Regions from separate parts of the Hordeum vulgare genome. Here region 1 is linked to region 2. Evidence: chromatin contacts called from public Hi-C data. All regions are on one chromosome and are shown on one strand. Each heading gives the region's core, a stretch centred on a gene start, on an enhancer-like site or on the middle of the called end of the contact. The rest is flanking DNA. Distances are from core to core; before and after follow the strand shown.

Evidence for each region. A called contact is a pair of places that touch in the nucleus more often than the background predicts.
Region 1: a contact with region 2 is called in a Hi-C map of leaf, with 4 times the contacts expected there. The contact joins the promoter of LOC123443838 here to the promoter of LOC123443832 in region 2. A contact is called at or near these places in 3 of 6 Hi-C or Micro-C datasets (leaf and seedling).

The regions. Positions count from the first base shown.
Region 1 is chr3H:349,744,683-349,751,024 of MorexV3_pseudomolecules_assembly, reverse strand. It overlaps LOC123443838 (probable receptor-like protein kinase At2g42960), which reads right to left and starts at 4,149. Exons shown (of 9, transcript XM_045120365.1): 1 at 3,873-4,149; 2 at 2,919-2,977; 3 at 1,858-2,532; 4 at 1,637-1,741. The coding sequence starts at 2,522.
Region 2 is chr3H:349,364,711-349,371,571 of MorexV3_pseudomolecules_assembly, reverse strand. It overlaps LOC123443832 (pentatricopeptide repeat-containing protein At4g13650-like), which reads right to left and starts at 5,375. Exons shown (of 1, transcript XM_045120359.1): 1 at 2,601-5,375. The coding sequence starts at 5,090. The coding sequence ends at 2,631. It overlaps LOC123443833, which reads right to left. Exons shown (of 5, transcript XM_045120360.1): 3 at 6,677-6,840; 4 at 6,444-6,592; 5 at 5,477-6,337. The coding sequence ends at 5,883. LOC123443834 (thiamine phosphate phosphatase-like protein) reads left to right here and starts at 819. Exons shown (of 4, transcript XM_045120362.1): 1 at 819-1,060; 2 at 1,138-1,259; 3 at 1,354-1,555; 4 at 1,829-2,435. The coding sequence starts at 908. The coding sequence ends at 2,182.

The sequences.
Region 1 (6,342 bases), core at 2,900-5,399, 380 kb before region 2:
GAGATCAAGTAAATAGGCTTTGAGAAATGTGTAACAGCTCTCGGATGCCTAGGCACCCTCTATGAACAGTAAAATAAATAAAAAGGAAACAAAATTAAAAAAATCTGAAACTTTGCAACATCAAAGATGGTCAAACTTTGTAGGTTCTTATAAGTTTTCATGCCAAAATATCATGTAAAAAAAGGTGTACAAACAAGTTTCAGATTTCAGTGCTAAAATTGCTTAAAACTTGAAGCACAGAAATGTTTTCCATATATAGAGTTCCTTGAATGATTTTTTGGCATGAAAACTTGCAAGCACCTAGAAAGTTTGATCATCTTTGATGTTGCAAAGTTTCAGTTTTTTTTTGTTTTTTTTCTATCTGTTTTGATTTTACTGTTTATATGCATTAAACTTTTAAAGGTTATACTTGTATCAGCTTAAGAAAACAGACTTAATACCTACGGATCAACCAGTTACTCCGCAAAATAATTGTGCCTCACATGAGTCGAGCTCTGATGGGCGGGTAGGTGCTAGTGCAGCAAAACAGTTTTTTCTTATTCATTCCATTCCACACCATCTAGAGAAGTAAAAGAACATATTGTACAATGGATTATCTCTTAGTGTTATCTCTAGCAATGCTCCTCAAATTATTAGATGATTAAAATTAAACTAGGAAATGTGTGATTGAGATAAGATATCTCGTAATTTGGTGAAAAACGTCTTATCTTTCTTACTAAGAGATCATCTCTTAGCTAAGACAAGGCAAACCTTTTTTTCTCATTCATCATACAACCTACATGGCACTGCCAAGATAGCACCATTGTAGGTGTCCTAAGGAGATAGGAGCTACCTACGACACATCAATACACAATCCATAATAACATATAAGGACAGGACAGGCAGCTAACTGTTGTGAACAAATATTGGTCATGTAAGGTCATTATGAACGAAGCAGTATCTCGTCACCTAGGTTCGACTTAATATTTGCAAAATATTGATAAGCATTCATCCATTGAGACTGTAAATCAAGCATATACATAAACTTCAATTTTTTTGGCAAATGGCCAACAAAAGATGATAGTATTATACAAATGTTTCTTTAAACAGCATTGGCACCTGAACTGCATATAAAACGGATGAATGCTTATCATAAATCTCTTACTAGTTACTAATTCATAAAATGATTCTAAATGATGCCTTGATACCTCATATTCAACATTTCACAACTGAACAACATAATAAGCATCGAGCACACTAAGATAACAACTGAAAACTCTTGTAGACTTTCAGATAGACAACAATGTTGCATATTTCTATGTGGGGCTAGTGGCGGTATCAGATTATATACAATTTTCCTCGGTAGATTTGAGATGACAAAATCTCCTAATCTGTATCAAGATTTTGGTAATCAGTGCATGCTACATAACCATTGGAAGTATGCCTTCCAATCATACAGATTGATATCTACAACTTTTAAGGAAAGAACTTTCAAATTCAACTCAAGACTGTAACAAGAATAAAAGAATACACATGAAAATATATAGTAATGTAACCATCCGTGCTTAACAAATATGTGGGACTACAGCTTGACGAATATTGGTGAATGGAAGGGACAAAAAAAAGTCTGGTTAACAGAGTGTAAACAAATATTCACCTGTGGCTTCCCTCGACACAGTAACCCAGAAGTCGCACCAGATTCTTATGCCTAACATGACCAATGGCCTCAACTTCGACCCTGAACTCTTTCTCTGCCTGGCCCCTGGAAAACCATACCAAGATTTCACAGAAGTCAATAGTATATTACTCACAGCATGTAATTTTGTGGTCTATAAGAAGTTATTCTTTATGGTAAGAATCTACGTTAATGTCTCTTACACGTTATTAAAAAGTTTTTTGATTGCAACATCAGTTCCATTTACAAGACAGCCATGATAAACAACCCCATATCCGCCCTCTCCAATGATATACTCGTTAGAGAACCCATTTGTTGAATGCTCCAACTCTCTGAGAGTATACCAATGACCCAAACCCAGGTGAGAGAACTCTGGGAGACCCCCCCGAGGAGACATGGACATGGTGCCACACTGAGAGTATTCCCTCTTATCATATGCTGAACTGCCTTCATCACCAGAGTATAACCCCTGGGACCTATCATATTGGTGCACTGAGCTGCACTCAATCAAATTATGATCATCAATTGATTTGCTCGTAATCAAGTGAGCAGACATTCTCTGCGATTCTTTCTCTGGATCTCTCTCCTTCACTGGAAAGATGTGACTTTCTGGAGCACAGATGTTGTCCACGAAAGCTCGGCTACCAACTTCATCTACTGCAATCTCTTTGGTGACATCTGGGATCTCAGGTTCAGCAATATCATGATGATTCCCTCGTCTCCTCCAGTATATCAACAGGAAGCATATGAGGCCTAGGACAAACAGAATGGCAGCCCAAATGCTTATGCCAAGCACAACCCATAGTCTCAAACCAAAAGGCGGAGTCCTGGACAATAACTCCACCCGTAAGTTTTCACTCGTTGACATTTTGATTTCCCTGCAACCAGGAAACGCTTCAGCATTAGGTCATCCTTGCAGCACATCTTCAGAAATAATAGGATTGCGGTGATATTGTCAGACTAAGTATAAAGAAATCAAGAGATTGAACAACAAATTGGTAAGAACACATAAAGCCATCATCAAGGTTACCAAAAAGAGAAGAAAATGGCCAGTTACATAAAGGTTATTCAAGCAAATCACACAAGACTGGCTTTACTAGAAACCAAGAAAGTGCTGATGGCAGTCCAGAAAAAAATAAAATACAGTACTAACATAATCCCTTCACTAAAATGTAACAAAATGGCACAAGATCATGTAGAGATCTTTGTCTTCACTGATTATAGAATTATACAAGAATTAAACACCGAGTTACAGATCGTTTACCTGACCGACAACTGGACAGTCACTTCCAGCTCATAGACCAGACCAGCAACACGAAAAACCTAATTCAACATTGATAAGAATGTTAAAAAGAAGTTTATCTACAGAATTCAGGAAGTTTAAACGATCAATTTGTTCATAATATATGAAATGAATGACCGTTATAAAGCAATTGATTGGTGTCTGAGTGCAATTAACATCCCAAATGCTAGACATGGTAAATCGAATGTTTTTCATGGCAATTTCTATTGGCGCGGGGATGGTAAATTTAGTTTGCAAGCACTGGAATTTCCTGGCAAGAAATGAACTGATGGGGATTTGCCATGCTCGCCAACTTAACTTGTCATCCTCGGCAAACACAACTTGCCATGAAAAAACATTGGATTGCCACGCCAAAAAATCTGATGCTCGCTGGATATTGGGGTCCATTAACATTACCTCCAAAGCTCAAACATATGATACTTATTCTAGGAAGCAACCTTGAGTACGGGATGTTTCCCAGAGTATCGATGATACATTGACAAAACAAAATAATACTTACACAAAACTGTATATATGATGATCAAGAAAAAAGAGACGATCCAGATTTCATAGGGCACAGACTGGAAGCAGAGATGGGGCAGTCCAGTTTATAGATAGAGGATGATAAAGACCAGCAGTTTGGCTTCAATTGTGAGCGACATTCATCCAAGAGAACCAAGAAACCATAACTTGGTTCACCTACCAACCACAGGCAAACACGTTGAACACACTAACACTGATCACATCTGGGGCAAATAACTCCGGTGTCTTCCATGGGAGCACCGTGTGAGTGACACAGCACGCATCTTATCGATGTGAGCCTTGGTAGGCAAATACACAAGCAACTAGCGTGCACTCTCACGAACACCACCAGCAGGCAGATATAAACCACACAGCCTCAAACTACAGACACCTTATCTTATCAACCATGCTCACCTGGGCATCATCAAGCGGGCCAAGAATGGGCAGGAGAGGCCGAAGAACCCAAAGTCGGCAACCCGTCCGCCACGCCACCGCCTGCGCTCACGGAGACCACCATTCGGCCCCGCCACCACTGTCCACTGGTACTCCTACTCGAGAGGCCGAGAGATCGATGTGGCCGAGGCCAGCCTACAAGTCGAGTGTTGCTTGAGGCGAGGAGATTTCTCTTGGTTGGTGAAGTGCTGTCTTCCTTCCTGGCCCGGCACACGCTTGTTGGTTTCTTTCGGCCGGGTGTCTGTGCCTGGAGTAGCTTTTTTTTTTTTTTTTTTTTTTTGCGGGTGCCTGGAGTAGCACTCCACCAGCTCGTTTTCTTTTTTTCTTGGTTGGATTTTGGTGAGCTGTATCCGGATCAACTTGTCTGCCGAATTAAAACGCCAAAATAGATGAAATTTTCTTCTGTGGAAAAAACAAAAGGTAGGTTCATGGGATGAGACTATTCCACACTTGTGAAGTAAGGGGTACCATTATTTTCTGTGAACGTGTGCTATCGTGACAAAAGCTGTTCGATCAGGAATATCTTGCTAGGTTGGGCTCCCTTCCTTGGCTAGGCATTATCCTCTCCTCGGTTCCTTTGCTTTACAACTCCCACTGATTATAGGTGAAAGGAAAGCAAGTAAAGCAAGGACGCACTCGTGTAAAGATTGTACTAGCGGCTTTGGGATTCATCGACTTGTGCTGTATTGTCTTCCTTTTTTTTTTAAGCTTGAAATATGGGGATTTATTCAGCAAAAGCCCCGGCAAAGTCTGCCTGGAGGCAAGTTACAAGGAAGCTAGGTTGCATATGCATCCAACACTCCGACACCTCTCGATTGCTAGCATGTTTTGCACACAAGTGGGCAGGCGTGTTAGCTGCACGATTACAATGCTGAATACAAAAAGACGAAAAGAAAGCTACGTTCTCCCCTATTTCATCCATGATCGGCACCACAAGTGAACGAGAATTGTCGCGCAAAAACCATAGCTGGACCAGTTCCAAGCTATCTGTCTCCAAAACCACTCTTGAAAAACCTCGCAGGCGAGCAAAGCGAACACCTTCCCGCAATGCCAAGGCTTCAGCCACCAACGGATCTGTCACTCCTTCGAAAGGTTTGCACCAAGCGGCGATGAAGGCCTGTTGCGAGCGAGCAACCCCTCCACCTCCACCTCTGCTATACTGCCATCAGCGTTAATTTTTATTGTACCTTGATCGGGTGGTCTCCATCCATGCCTAGGTAAGGTAAGCGCCTGGTTGCGAGGGATGTCCAGCATCGCTAGGGCATCTCTAGTCCAGATCATCGACTGGCTCGGGCTCACAGGGCCCCTGTCATGCGTAATGTTATTGTGCGAAGTCCAAATAGACCACATAATTGACACCAATTTGGCCCTCTCCGACTCCGAATACCGGTCGTCACATAGGATATCAATCTTCCATGTCTGGGGATTCACATCAGGTCGAGATACTTCCAACCAATTTGGGGCAATATCCCAAAATTTCCTTGCATGGGAGCACTCCAGTAAAGCATGTCTGAGAGTCTCATCTGGGTTAAGGCAAAGCTTACATGCACTATCATTTGATATATGTCTGTGCTTGAGGACGGATTCAACAGGAAGAATTCCTCGTAAAACCCTCCACCAAAAACTCTCACCTTTGGAAGCACCTTGAGCTCCATAATTTTGCCCACATCTGTTGTTCTAACAATGGAGTAGTTGTTATTGTCCCCTCTTCTCGAGCTCGAAGCTCAATTTGTGTCATCAGAGATCGGTAAGCTGTTTTAACAGAGTATAGACCGGATTCTTCGGGAGCCCAGGCCAAAACATCCTCCCCTCCCTCCGACCTAAGGGGAATATTCAGAATTGCATCCGCTTCAACAGTAGGAAATACCTGCCGAACAAGATCAATATTTCATGTGCCTGTGTAAGGATCTATCAACTCAGAAACCTGTCGTAGCTGGTGATTGTCCGAGCGAGCAGGTTTCATTGCTGGCAGGGAAGGGATCCAACAATCATCCCAAATGGAAATTGTAGACCCCGCCCCAACTCTCTTAATCAGCCCTAGCTGCAGCACTTTCCTCCCTTCGGTGATAGCACGCCAAGTCACAGAAGAACTCTTTGGCACCGTGGCGTGCATAAAATCACCCCTCGGGTAGTATCTACCTTTTAGAACACGAGCACACAGGGAGGTAGGATCTGTCATTAGTCTCCAACCATGCTTCCCCAACAGCGCCAAGTTAAAGCTTTCCAAGTCACGAAAGCCCATGCCCCCTCTTCCCTTCGGTTCAGACAAGGCATCCCATGACAGCCAATGCAGAGACCGCCGATCCACAGAAGAACTCCACCAGTACCTCGCCATAAGCGAAACAAGGCCTTTGCAAACCTTCTTAGTCAACTTGAAGCAAGACATACTATACGTCGGGATCGCTTGGGCAACTGATTTTAGTCTCACCTC
Region 2 (6,861 bases), core at 4,126-6,625:
ACAATCATCAGATTGCATATATTGTACTCGTTTTCCCTTGATGAGTTTTCCTTATTGGTTTCTCATAAAAGGTTTTTAACGAGACAATATAAACACAAGTGTCTTTATATGCCATATCATTTTCTCCTTGTATTTTTCCCACTGGGTTTTAAAGGAGTTTTCAATGGCATGTACGATTGCACTCTTTTCCCTTATGAGTTTTTCTCTCAAGTTTCTCATAATGGTTTTTAGTGAGGCAATATCTTCTCAAAGATCATATGTCATACTTTCTATTTTCCCTATCGGGGTTTTTAAAGGAAGTACTCAAGACATATTAATTATTCTCTAAACTTCTCAATGAGTTTTCTCCTTATTCAAAGGTTTTCTCATATGAGTTATCAAGAGACAATAATCACTATATGTTGCATCATTTTCTCCTTATCATTTTCTAATGGGTTTAAAGGAGTTTTAGCAACATATCATACACACTGCTCCTTGCATTTTTTCCCACAGGGTTTTTGAAGAAGAGATGATTCCAAAGATGTTCGATCGCAAATACAAGGAAGGATTAGGGGGAGTGTTAGGATTTAATTAGTAGATTAAATAAAAGGGATAATCCTCCCATGTAATAATCTATGTCGGTTAGTAGAATGGCAACCGACATACCACGCATCCCTTCACGAACGGACGCATCTCTTCATCGCGTCCTTTCTTCTTGTATAAATATGTTGAACATCAATGGAATAAGATAAGAGTTGATTCATTTTGTTCGATTCTCTCGTTTCTTGACAATCGATTCTTCACAAAGAGAAAGGTCACATGTGGCGGTGTGGACAAACGAAGAAACAAAAGCCACGCCGGAGTCTCGTATTGCAAACGTCGGAGACCGGAACCACCGTCCCATCTGCCGTCTCTTCCCTTGCCGAAGATGGCCGCTCCCGCCGCCGCCGCCGTGGTGGTGCTGTTCGACTTCGACAAGACCATCATCCAGTGGGACAGCGACGACTGGGTCATCACCAAGCTCGGGGCCGCCGACGCCTTCAAACGCCTGCGCCCCACCATGCGCTGGAACTCCCTCATGGTACGAACACGACACCGCCCACACACCCGCCTAGACATGCCGCTTCTCCCGGCTGAGGCCTTGATGTCGACCTCCAGGACAGGATGATGGGGGAGCTCCACGCGCAGGGGAGGTCGGCCGACGACATCCGCGAGTGCCTCAGGAGCGCGCCGCTCGACGCGCACGTCCTCTCCGCCATCCGGACGGCGTCGGCATTAGGGTATGGACATGGACGGATGCCGATTTGCCGATGTGTTCTTGATCTCTCACGCGGCCGGTGGTTGGATCTTGATGGTGGTAGGTGTACGTTGCAGGTGTGATTTGAAGGTGGTGAGCGACGCCAACTCCTTCTTCATCGCGACCGTCCTGGAGCATCACGGTGTCCTCGGCTGCTTCTCTGAGATCAACACCAACCCCGCGCGCGTGGACGCCCAAGGGAGGCTCAGGATCTCGCCGTTCCATGATCCCACCAGCTCGCCCCATGGCTGCAGCATGTGCCCTGACAACATGTGCAAGGTATGGACAGTAGGATGGCAGATCAGTTCACGTGTTAATTCACAGATTCACTCGATGCACGTGGGTAATGGAGACAAAAGAAACAATTTATGTCACTCACTATACATAATGATGTCTTCTGCATTTAGAATCTTATTACTGTATTAGGCATGATGTGTTGTCAAACTATTGATGAAATAGTATTGTTTGTGCTGAATCCTCGGTGCATTACTCATGAAAAGTGGTGTGCACAATGAAAACCCCATGAACTAAAATTTTACTTGCCATGTGCAGGGCAAGATAATCCAGAGGATTCAAGAGGCAGACAGTGCCAAGAACAAGCACTTCATCTACATCGGTGACGGGAAGGGGGATTACTGCCCCTCCCTTAAGCTAAGGGAAGGGGACTATGTCATGCCAAAGGAGAATTACCCCCTCTGGAATCTCATCAGCAGCGATCCCCAGCTTATCAAAGCTGAGGTTCATCCATGGTGTAGTGACGAGGATTTCGGAAGGATCCTTCTTAAGTTGGTGAACAAGCTAATCACCTTGCATGCACAGGCGTCCCAATTGGACTACAAATGCGAGATGAGCAATCCAGTATCAACGGAACTAGGTCACCATCAGACTCTCCCTGTCCCAAATTGATTTGTAACCATATCTTAGCTCACGGTACAGGCAATATTGCGTGACTATTTCCACATGCCTCGGCTAAGGAACTGTCCTCGGTCAGAATTCATCCTAATTCGTGATGTAATAACAATTGCATTGCACCGATTATGTATGTCGGTGGATTTTCTGCACATTGTGTCTCTTATGTAACTCTTCAGGCAAGTTCAGGGACCCAACAGCATGTTTCAGTCAGCTCGGTATAAATGAGATAAAACAGTCAACAGTGTAACAAGTGGTAGTGATCTGCTAATGCAGGTGTGGCATTTTCAGCGATCTTATTTATAAACAGGACTTACCTTGGCACTTTGTATCAGCCTACAGAACTAGCCATATCTACTTCAAACCAGCTCCTGGTCTCATCATAGTTTATGTATGGGCACCGTCCATGGTGGCATTTCAGATTGCGGCACGTCGCAAAAAATTATTAATATTTTGGACATCCATCTTGCGATAGGAATACCTGAACCTGGCCATTGACTTCAATCCAGCTACACCCTGGTTCCTTTTTTACTCCATGATCCAGTAGCATATTCCTAAGTCTAGTAACATCACTCCACCTTCCTAAATCTGCATAAATATTTGATAACAATATAGAAGAAGAAACATCCTCAGGCTCTAACTCAAACAATCTTTCTGCAGCTCTCTCAGCAATCTCGACATTTCCATGTATCCTGCAACCTCCCAAAATCGTCCTCCATATGGATGAATCCGGGATTAATGGCATCTGACTGATAAGAGATTCAGCCTCAGCTAGCCTTCCAGCCTTGGACAGAATATCAATCATGCAAGCATAGTGCTCCATCGTAGGAGTAATTCCATAGACACTACTCAACAATTGAAAGTACTTCCTTCCCTCGTCAAGTAATCCTGCATGGCTACACGCTGAGAGGACACCGACAAATGTGATATCATCAGGCCTTTTCCCATCATCTACCATCCGTCTGAAAGTGTCCAGTGCCTTGTACCCATGACCGTGTTGAGAGTAACCACAGATGAGTGTATTCCATGCAACTTGATCACATTTTTCTGACTCATAGAATAGCATCTCAGCATCCGTTATGTTACCGCACTTCACATACATGTCAATTACAGCACCAGAAACAACAGAGCTGTTCCTCCAGCCAGACTTGATGGCCCATGAATGAAGCTGGAGCCCACTGCCTAAGGATGCCATATCAGAGGAAACAGTCAATGAAACTGCTAGTGTGGCATCATTAGGCCTTTTGTTTTCTTGCAACATTGAACGGAAACATTCCATCACCTTCTCAGCATCATCCGTTTTAGCATATCCCGACATAATCACTGTCCACGAGAAAGCATCTCTTTCTTCAAGACGATCAAATACCAGGCACGCACTTGTAAAGGAGCCAGATTGTGCATACATGTCAAGTAGCATTCTTGAAACATCATTATCGCTTTGCAACCCACTTTTCAGAATACATGCATGAACCTGAATGCCATACATGAGGTTCATCAAGCTAGTGCAGCATCTCAAAACACCTACGTAAGTATATTTGTTGGCTGGAAAGTCCTCGCACTTCATCTGCTTGAAAATTGTCAAACCCTGCTCACAGCTGCTTCCACTATAAAATCCAGAGAGAAATGTGTTCCACGAAAATGTGTCAGGCTCATGCATAAGATGGAAAGCGACTGTTGCGTCTTGAACAGCACCAACTTTCACATACATATTTAGAATGGCATCAGCCACTAACTTTGGCATAGCCAGTCCACTTTTCACAACATAAGCATGAACGCAGCGACAAAGGTTTGCATCACCAGTCTTTGATGCAACACCAGCAATACCCACAAATGTATATTGGTTTGGTTTGACTCCCGTGTCTGACATCTTTACCAAAAGATCAAATGCTTCCCCAGCCATACCATGTCGACCGAAAGAAGAGATCATGGCACTGCAATGCACCACATCAGGTTCATCTATCCTGACAAAGACTTGGTAGGCCTCTTGAGCAGACAGACATCTCGAGTACATCTCAACAAGGCAATTGTTGAGGACGTCATCGGTTTCCAGCCCTCTCTTGACCACCAAAGCATGAAGAGCCTGGCCAGATTTCGCAAGACCGAGTTCCACACAACACTTGAGAAGAGCAGGCAAAGTATACTTGCTTATCTCATCACCAAATTCCGACAACTTATGGAAAACATGCATGACCTTTCTGTAGTCACCCTGCCGAGCATACTCAGTGAGCAGAGCATTCCATGACACATCACTTCGTTCGGGCAAGCCGAGCAACACTGTCTCAGCAGCGTCCACCTCCCCACGGCTCGTGTAAGCTTGAACAAGGGACGAGCCAACGTAGGGATCATCCAGACCTTTCAACTTAACCACCTGAGCATGCACCTGACGCGTGAACTCGGAGCGTGAGCTCATCACCGAGCAGGCCTTGAGCACCGAAGAGAGCGCGAACACGTTAGGCGCAAGGCCCTGTTGGTTCATCTGACAAAACAGGTACAGAGCCTCCTCGGCATCTCCCGCGGCGGTGTGGGCGGATAAGAGGGCGGTCCAGGCGACGACGTCCCTGTGTGGCATTCCGTCGAACACCCTTCGTGCGTCCTCCAGGCGGCCGCACTTGCAGTACATGTTGAGGAGCGAGTCGAGGAGAAACGTGTCCGGCTGCCGCGCGGAGCGGAGCAGCCGCGCGTGGAGCTCCTGTCCGCAGCGGAGCGCTCGGCGGACGGCGCAGCCCTGCAGCGCCGCTGCGTGCGACCGGAGCTCATCGGCTTGCGCGTCAGGGAGGAGAGAGTTGGGGTGGGAAGGAGAAGAGTGCGCCGCGAGTCGCGTCCGCCGTGGAGAGGTGGCAGTCGGCGACGAGGGAGGATCCCGGTGGTAGGAGAATGGGCCGTGAAAAAGAGCGAGGGAAGACATGAATTTGGCCTGCGAGAACGTAAGAGTAGAGTGGGCAATGACCACGAAGATGCCACCGCATGGGATATGTGGTTAGCAAAATTAAAACTCAAAGGGGAAAAAACACGAAGACGCCTGCAGGCAAACTAGCAAAGTATTGTTTTGTTTTTCAGGGAGCAAAGAAACTGCCCGTGTTGAACCAAAAGCAACAGGAGACCAGAAATAACACCGAGTATATAGATACAAAATAAAATTACAGCACGTAAATAAAAAAAGCCAGCATGCCAAGATATGTCGTTGGGCGACCAAAAAGTACATCTCAGACCACCACAAAAATAAAAGTACTCTTGGATTTTTGCTGACAAATAAACGCCAGGCACAATATCCAACATCCACAGTAGGAGTAATTTCGAACTAAAAGGTAGCCGAGATTCATTAATTCAAGATGGTACCGTGGGATAACAGCAAAGGTACTCTTCTATGATAGAAGTCTTGGAAGCAAATCTACATGTTGAAAGTCTCTAATTGCACATAACAAGGAACATGACGATATAGCTCATGGCATCACGCGCCAAGTTAGGTTAGCTACCAGTTACTACTATATCCGTAAGCCTGCTGGAGTCGGACCGCAGGAACCCGCTTCAACTCATCGTCATCGAGCAGGAACCACACCAGATACTACTACTTCATGACATCATTAAGAGGCGGAAACCAAAACAGCAAACAGTCTTGCAGACTCCAGAAAGGCACTTGTCCCAAAACGTCTCTCCCCAAGTAAGCATTAGTGAGTGAATCCATCGCCTTCTACCCATATCAAGCTGTTTCTTCCATCTCATCATCTGACTGTGGGTTCTCCACCTCGCTACCACTGCTCATGCCGCCATTGGTAGCAGCAGACGAGAAGTGATCCTTAACCGAGCTGTCTTCAGCCTTGTACTTCACAAACTTCACAACTGAAGCGTCTTCATTTCCACAGTCCTTCCTTTTCCTCATGCCATTCGCCGTCACCTTCATCGACTGAGCAGCAGCCATGAAAGCGTTATCAGCTGTCTCCATCTCCACGGCTTCTTCATCCTCCCCACCTTTTGTGTATATACCCTCCTGGTGACTCTGCTTGTCAATGAAGAAAAGGTCAGCGTCTGAATGATTCATCTTGCTCTGATAGTGATAACCATTCTTGGGATCATCATGCATTAGCCTCTCCCTAATCCTTGAACAGTTCTCTCCAAAGACTTTGAGCCCCTTATCTTCAAGATCTACAAGCCACTCTGTGAAAAGAAACCACGTACAACTTCAGCACCGACTCTATAGAACACAATAACAAGCATCTATTGTTACTTAAAATTGACAGGATCGTGTCAAATATGTACATACTCAGAAAAGCTCGAGGTGTGATAGCAATTGGTTTGCCCAGTTGGTCGGTGCCAGCTTGACGAGCAGCCCACCTAGCAAGGTAAATGGGAATATTGGAAGTCGAGAAGGCGTTGATAAACGACATTGCTCTCCCTTGATCTCCTTTGCCCCTATTTCGAAAAATAAATAAATAAACAGATCAGATGAAAATTTCTTTCAACCAGCCAAGTTTAGGTAAAACAACTCTTTATCACCTGGCATCATTGATGGCATCAAGAGTTATAACCAATCTTGACACAAAAATAGGCAAAAGGGAACTATCAGCTTGATCAACTTCAGCTCCATTGAGGAATGAATAATCCACCAAGATCAAAGCATCATAAAGGACATCTCTCACCAGGATCTCATCATCAGCACTCTGAGTTATGCACCAAAAAAC